Regions from separate parts of the Mus musculus genome. Here region 1 is linked to region 2. A link is a contact called in public Micro-C data. All regions are on one chromosome and are shown on one strand. The core of a region is the stretch at or near the end of the contact, and the rest is flanking DNA. Distances in the headings are between cores, read along the strand shown.

Region 1 (3,550 bases), core at 555-3,054, 400 kb before region 2:
TTATTAAAACATGATTTTTATGGTAAGACACAAAAAACCAGGACTATGAAAAATGTATACTTTATTCCATCCAAATTGAGATTTCTCACAGGTAGAGAAATCAGATGTTACTCCACAGAGTAAGAAGATGACGCCAGGGTTATCACACAAGTTTATCAATGAGCAAAGCACAAAAATATACAAACAATGTCCTCCAGATCCAACAAGTCCCCAAGAAACAGAGAGAATGTAAGCAGGGGACAGAAAGAGAAGTAGGCTAGGACTTTGAAGAGCATTGAGCAATGAGAGCTTGCTTTGGAGATCAAAGGGAGCCATCAGGTGAAACGTCCAAGCTGCCTCATGGAAAGTCATCCAGCAAGATAGGCTGGCCCAGAGGGCAGAGGCCTCAGTGCCTAGAGCATCTGGCCCTCGGTGAGGGCACTGAGGGCTGATGTAAGAGCGGTGGAACATCACAAGCAGCCCAAACTTGCCACACAAACTTTTGCTAAGCACCTACTGTGCACCGCCTTTGTATAGAGGTGAAGGCCCAGAGCACATGCTCCTCACTACATGAAACGTAAGATGGGGGGGGGGCAGGGGGCGGCACAGTTGAGGTGAACAAGTGAGCAGGTGAATCTGTTAGGGATTAGCTGGGATTAGCTTGGCTTTTAAGACAAGGGGAGCTGGGGATGTGCTTGTATAGGGAAGGGGGTTGGGTATCACCGAACTTCCCAGGTGATACTAGGATTAAAGGGGTACTGGAATGCCACTGAGATTCTGAGTCTGGGGCGGGCAGGATGTGCTTGTACCAAAAGCCAGCTCAGGAGGAGGAGGTGGGCTGGAGAGGGGAGACCCAGGCTGGGGATTCAGCAGGCAGTTACAAACAGGACCAGAGGGGCGTGTGAGATATGCAGATTCAGAACACAGTGAGTGAGGAGTAGGTGGTTTGTGCGTGTACACGCATGCGTGTGTGTGTGTGTGGGGGGGTGTCGGAGGAGAGGTAGAGAGAGATGGCTGTCTTAAGCTGTATGGTTTTGGCAGTTCTTGGGCCCACCCATGGTTGCTCAGTGGCAAAGAGCATCTGTGGTGACGATTATTGAATGAAACCCTGACTACTTTTCTGGTACTATTCCTCTTGCCAATCCATTTAGTCTTCACAGAGACCCTATGAAGTAGGTGTGTTATTAGACTTATTTAAAAGATGGAAAAACTGGGGCTGGCCAGTTAGGTTTCTCAGCATCCCGAGTAGTAAGGGTGAGAGATGCTGGAGCAAGGCAGCCTGGCTCTAGCATTCTTGCTGTGGGGAAGGGGACTAAATCTGAGCCCTCTGGATCCCTTGAGAGAGTTAGCCAAGGGTGGCCGATGGCAGGAGGTGAGGACCGGAAGAAGAGCGGGGTGGAGAAATTAGAATCCGCATGTAGAGCGCGCTATCACAGGTTGCTCTGCAACCTGGCAGCTGATTGGGAACCGGCTGTGCCAAACGATAGGGACCACACATGCTATAGGCTCTGTAGATTTTTGAGGAGCAAGGAAGACACTATGATGATGAATTCAAACCAACTAAGCACCGCTGTTTTCCGGAGAGTCTGGATGCGGGGATATGCAAAGGACTTTGACTTGACTTCTCCTTTTGAACTTTGGGACTAAGCAAATCTTTTAGCCCTGTGGGCTGTCCCTCTGTCCCATTGTAACAGTCTGTCTCTGCTATTTCGCCATCATCCCACCCGGAGCTGGAGGAATGTGATGACGCAGGTGCAGGTGCAGGTGCAGGTATGAAACTCTGTTCCTGGAGCTAGCTGACTGTCACTTTGAGAGCACAGTGGCTTGGGCCCCTGCAGCCTAAGAGTACTGGAGGCTATTCCTGGAGTCTTCAGAGTCCTGAGTCCAGCGAGTCTGGGTGATCCTGGAACTCAGTGAACTCTGACTTGGGGTGTCCCTTTAGGGCAGGCTACAGGTCAGGGCCCTTGGTGCACAGTGACACTACTGTGAAACCACCCCAATCCGCTCTCCGGGTTTACTCCGGTCCCGGGCGCGCACGGGCAGGAGGCCGGGAGCTTGGAACGGGAGGAGCAGCCCGGGGCGGGCTGCCAGGGCGAGCAAGCGAGCGAGGCGGGGGCGGCGGGTGCAGAGCTACGGGCGGCGGCGCCCGCGGGTCACTCTCAGGCCGGGCAGCAGCGACAGGGCGCAGGGTAGCAGGGCGCACCATGCCCACGTTCGACCAGGCACTGAGGAAGGCGGGCGAGTTCGGGCGCTTCCAGCGGCGCGTGTTCCTGCTGCTGTGCCTGACGGGTGTCACCTTCGCCTTCCTCTTCGTCGGTGTGGTCTTCCTGGGCAGCCAGCCCGACTACTATTGGTGTCGCGGGCCGCGCGCCACCGCGCTGGCCGAGCGCTGCGCCTGGAGCCCCGAGGAGGAGTGGAACCTCACCACACCGGAGCTCCACGTCCCAGCTGAGCGCCGCGGCCAAGGCCACTGCCACCGCTACCTGCTGGAAGCCACTAATACCAGCTCAGAGCTCAGCTGCGACCCACTCACTGCCTTCCCCAACCGCTCCGCGCCTCTGGTGTCCTGCAGCGGTGACTGGCGCTATGTGGAGACCCACTCTACCATCGTCAGCCAGGTAAGCCTGACTCTGTGCACCATCTCCTGTCATACAGCCAGTGTTAAGAAGGTAGTGACAAAGGTCTGGAGACTAGGTCCCTGGAGTCTTCATGACTTAGAGACCCCACCACCTTTGGGGACCATGATTTCAAGTGCTGCCTTGCAAATCCTGGGAAAGCCTTTATTTATGTCCCTGTCCTAAGGAGCGGGCTAAGAGATGATCTGGCCTTAGGTAAAAAGGAAAACTTTCCTAGAAGCCAACTTGGAGAAGCTTCGTATGCACCTGCCTCCACGGTTGTCACTGAGATATGTTGGCACAGTGGTTGGAGATTATGGCTGGGGAGTTCTCTGCCTTCGGGCGGGTGGGGTTCGACTACATTGGCATGCCTGGGTTGGCTTTTCTCCAGGGAGCACAGGAGAGGGGGTTATCGACTTTGGATTCTTGAAGACAGTGCAACTTCTTTCCAGTGTCCAAATGATTATCTGGCATGTAGGGGACAAAGGTCGAGGCTCTCCCGGGCAATAATTTTGGTAAAACTGCTTTGGGGACAAAGAGCAGCAATTTAAGAGAAGTCAGGAAAGCTGGAATAATATTGGTCAAGAGTTTGTGTTTTTTCCTGCTAGTAAATTATAGGAAGGCAGCAGGAGGGGGCATCTTCCCCCGTTTACTCTGGTGGCTGCTGGAGCCTGGGGGTTGGAGGGGAGGAGAAGAGGAGGCGGGGGTGGGCAATCCCTGTGCTCTTGGGGGATCTCCCTCACTCAGACCCTAACTGATTCTGCATCCTCCCACACGGTGAGTGGTGAGGCTGTGAGCTTTCACTTTTTAAGTCAGTTCAGAAACTGCTTTCAGAGGCACCTGGTCCACAGAGGAACCATTTGGCTGAGTTTTACCTATCGTCATAGCTCTACTTAACCTTTGTAAGATGACTGAGTGTACTCAGGTAAATGGAGAAAGAAACTCGTTTGTCTCTA
Region 2 (4,042 bases), core at 800-3,299:
TATTTAAAAAGAAAATTATGAAGTCCACTGGCTGATTCTAACACTCCTGTGGGAATGTGAGGAGCCAAGGATAACCAGAAACAAGGTGGGCATTTCACCTGCTTCAGACTCCAACAGAGATGGGTGTGTGTTATAGAGCTCTGGTGACGCTGGCATTTAGCAGGCTGAGGAAGGAGGACTGTCATGTTTAAGATGAACCTGGATGGCAGAATGAGGGCTGGCTCATTATTATTATGAGCTACAGGCTGGACTAATTCCATAATAATTATGATTATATAATATGCAACACCATATTCACATGAGTACTAAATTACATCATACTTGAAACATAATACATCTATGTTATGGTCTTAGATATATTATTATCATCATACAGAATGAAAAATACAAATCAGGTACTTGCAAGGATTTGATTTATCACACACATGGCACTCACTATAGCCAAGGCTCTCAACCTTCTGATGCTGTGACCCTTTAATACAGTTCCTCGTGTTGTGGCGATCCCCCAACTATAAAATTATTTTTGTTGCTACTTCATAACTGTAATTTTGCTACTGTTAGGAATTGTAATGTAAATATGTTATATGCAGGATGTCTGATATGTGACCCTTGTGAAACGGCCAAGTGATCCCCAACGGGGCTGAGACCCACAGGTTGAGAACCACTTTAGAGAGATTGAAAGAGTCAATAAAAAAAAAAAAAAAGAAGTAAACAGTGTCAAGTCAGCTGATCAGCACACAGAAAAAATAAAACACCATCCCTCCTCACATTGTACAAAAAATTCTTCCTAGGTAGTTGGAGTCCAAAGGTGAATGATAAAATAAGACAACTTGAACACAAAGTGGGACATTATCTTTATCACCCTCAGGAAGAGATTTTCCTGAGCAGGACTCACTCAAGAAGGGAAAGAAACCAAGAGACTGAGTTACCTTCAAATGAAGAAGTTTTGATTTCTAAAAGATGCCATCAACAGTCGCAAGGCGATCTGCAGAGTCCAGGAACAAACTTGTCACTAAGAGCCCTTATCCAGAAGGTATTTAAGCATCCTTCAAGTAAACAAGAAAAAGCCAACTCCATAAATAATGTGAGGTTCTTGGAAAGGCATGTTGCTGAAGGAAATAGCTAACTGAAAAAACATTCAAGATGGTCAATTTCAACAGGAACGCACCCATCAGAATGGCAGCTCAACAATGGGTGAAACGTACTTGCCTGGCGGGGACCACAGAGCAGTTGATAGAGAGTCTGCACAGAAGGATAGCCAGGCCAAGCGTGATGGCCCATGCCTTCTATCCAAGTCCTCAGAAGTCACAGGCAGGTGTTAGCTCTGTGAGTTGGAGAATAGCCTGGTCTACATGGTGAGTTCTATACATAATATAGAGAGACTCTGTCTCGAACAAAACAAAACAACAACAAAGGAAAACAACAGACAGAAAGGCAGACAGAGACAGAGACAGAGACAGAGAGATGAAGTACCCTAATCTATTTGGAGAGTCATGGAATCTGTTTTAATAACACTGAAGGCACACTGAAGACACTGGTGGTACAGCGTTTGCCTCATCTACCCAGAAGAAACCCATGCCTGGGAGAATCAGAATACGTGTGATAATCATCAGAACAGGGTGAGTAGAGGTAGCCAACAGCTGGACGCTCATGCACAGCAGAAGACATAAACAAATACCTTGTGATATGTCTATGCTACATCATCCAGTCATGGAAACAAATGGAACTCAGCTATGTGTAACGACAGGAAAGAATGTCACACATGTAATTTTTTAAGCCAAAAAAAAAAAAAAAAAAAAAAAAAAGGCTAGGAACCAATTCCATCTGGGTGTGGTAAGAGCATAGCTTTAGTCCCAGCAGCTGGTAGGCAGAGGCAGGTGGATCTCACTAAGTTTGAGGTCAGCCTGGTCTACATAGTTAGTTCTAGGACAGCCACGGCTATGTAGAAAGACTCTGACTTAAAAACAAAAAGCTACCTGCCATATGGCTCCACTGAATAGCTCACAGCTGGTGTCAGGGATGGGCGAGTGCTTTGCTTTGGAAGTACAGGAGAGGACAGATGGGAGGGGACAAAGCAGACCCAGGAGGTGCTGTAACATTCCACTTCTCGTTTCAAGCACTTACTATATGGATTTATTCCCTTAGGGGAAACAAACTGACCTATGTACCCTTAAGATTTGTGACCCTTTCCATGTTCACTTTGTTTTAGAAGAAAAAGAAAAAAATCGTAAAGGGAGGTGGGGAAGTAACGGGATGCAATTCGGTTGTAGAGTGCTGCTTAACACATATGGGGCTCTAGGATTGATCCAAAATACTCAGTGGCAGACAAACAGCCAAAGAGAAAAGGACATACCCCAACTTCTCTATCTGCTATTCAAAGGAAGACTCTCGATCTCTCCTCCAACACAAGGGACTTCAGTCTCTTAAAGCCCAAAACTCATTTGAAAGTAAATTTCTGTTTGTTCGGGTACACTGGAACAGCACTGATATTAACTTTGACTTATGCAAAGGGTTTCAGGAAGCATATTTTAGGAAGCATGGCTGACTGTGATTGGCATGCAATATAAGGCATCTATTGAGAGACTCTTTGTGGCTATTCTGTGGCTTAATTTTATCCCACAGGCACTTGCTTTGGCTCCTTTCTGTAATATGAAGACACATTCCTTAGCTTAGTATTTTTAATTATTATTATTTTCTGCAGCACTGGCAAGCTTCTAGTAAATAGTGACCTATTAAAGATAGGTTTGATGGATATTGCCAAGAATTGACCACAGTGATCCAGCCAGGGAAGACAGCCTGCTGACTCAGGTTAGGTGGGACCAAAGGACTGGCTGACACTGGACTTGTGGCATGGACAAAACCAAGCAAAAAAACAACAAGGTAATAAAGCCCCAGGGTTTTTGGTGGCACAAGTGGAGGACACTCCCTGCAGAGATCTGGGATGTGCTGGCTCGTTTGATGTCAACTTGACACAAGCTATAGTCATTTCAGAGGAGGGAGCCTCAATCAAGGGAATGCCTCCATGAGATCCAGATGTAAGGCATTTTCTTACTTAGTCATCAATGAGGGAGGGCCCATTCCACTGTTAGCAGGGCCATCCCTGGGCTGGTGGTCCTGGGTTCTATAAGGAAGCAGGCTGAGCAAGGCATGTGGAGCAAGCCAGAAAGCAGCACCCCTCCATGGCTTCTGCATCAGCTCCTGCCTGCCTCCAGGTTCCTGCCTAGTTTGTGCTCCTGCCTGGCTTCCTTCAATGGTCTGGGGTTTGGATGGGTAAGCCAAATAAACCCTTTCTTCCCCAAGTGGCTTTGGTTTCACCACAGCGATATTAACCCAAGCTAAGACACCTGTGAACGGTAAGACTGAGTATTGTCCGGTTCAGAGGAATCACTGTTTCCCCAAATTCTGGCAGTTAGACGGAAAACAAACAAACAAACAAACAAACGCATTCTTCAGAAACTTGTGAAGCCAGTTTCCCTCTACCAAAAGAAGCCATCTCCCTGATCAGAGGCAGAAGGGACAAGTGGCTATCAGTAGTGCCATTAACACACCAAAGTGCATGCTGGCCTCCAGGCTCCCTCAGTATCATGAGTACCCAGCCCTTCTCACCTCCTCCCCTACCCTAAACTTCTGCAGCTCATGGGCGTCCCTCCCCCTTGCTACTCATTCTCTTTAGAGCCCTGATATTCTGGCTATCATCTCTCTTTTGCCCGAGTCCTCTTGGTCTTCCTCTCTTGGTGTCCCCTCACTCCCACCCCTACCAGTCTCCCCCACCTCTTCTCGCTCTCCCTACGATCTGCTTCAGCTTCAGTCATGACCAGATCTGGTCTGTTGGCCATATTCAGTCTCTCTCTCTTTGTTCTGGACTTGAGATGCCCGCCTGTCGTTGTTCCCTCCCTCAGTCCCAGTAAGGACCTTTCCTTTAGTGTTTGTGTCTTCAGTTAATACTGTTGTGACACCTTGAGATTAAGCACCTAATAACTATCTGACTGGTGACAGGGCCTGGGCGGCGGGAGTCTGAGATGCAGGAGCGATCTAAGCTGGA

The links. A called contact is a pair of places that touch in the nucleus more often than the background predicts.
Region 1: a Micro-C map of embryonic stem cells shows a contact between it and region 2, with 2.2 times the contacts expected there. The contact joins the promoter of Slc22a3 here to the enhancer-like site in region 2. A contact is called at or near these places in 1 of 39 promoter capture datasets (stem cell-derived epiblast-like cells) and 1 of 484 Hi-C or Micro-C datasets (embryonic stem cells).

The regions. Positions count from the first base shown.
Region 1 is chr17:12,505,958-12,509,507 of GRCm38.p6, reverse strand. It overlaps Slc22a3 (solute carrier family 22 (organic cation transporter), member 3), which reads left to right and starts at 1,804. Exons shown (of 11, transcript NM_011395.2): 1 at 1,804-2,597. The coding sequence starts at 2,184.
Region 2 is chr17:12,104,443-12,108,484 of GRCm38.p6, reverse strand. No RefSeq gene overlaps it. Among named protein-coding and RNA genes, the nearest start is that of Agpat4, 13 kb to the left of the region's middle. Within about 2 kb of position 2,049, at least 5 of the 459 cell types and tissues checked have an H3K27ac peak or open chromatin away from gene starts, as enhancers often do. A contact at or near this core is called in embryonic stem cells, where this site is marked.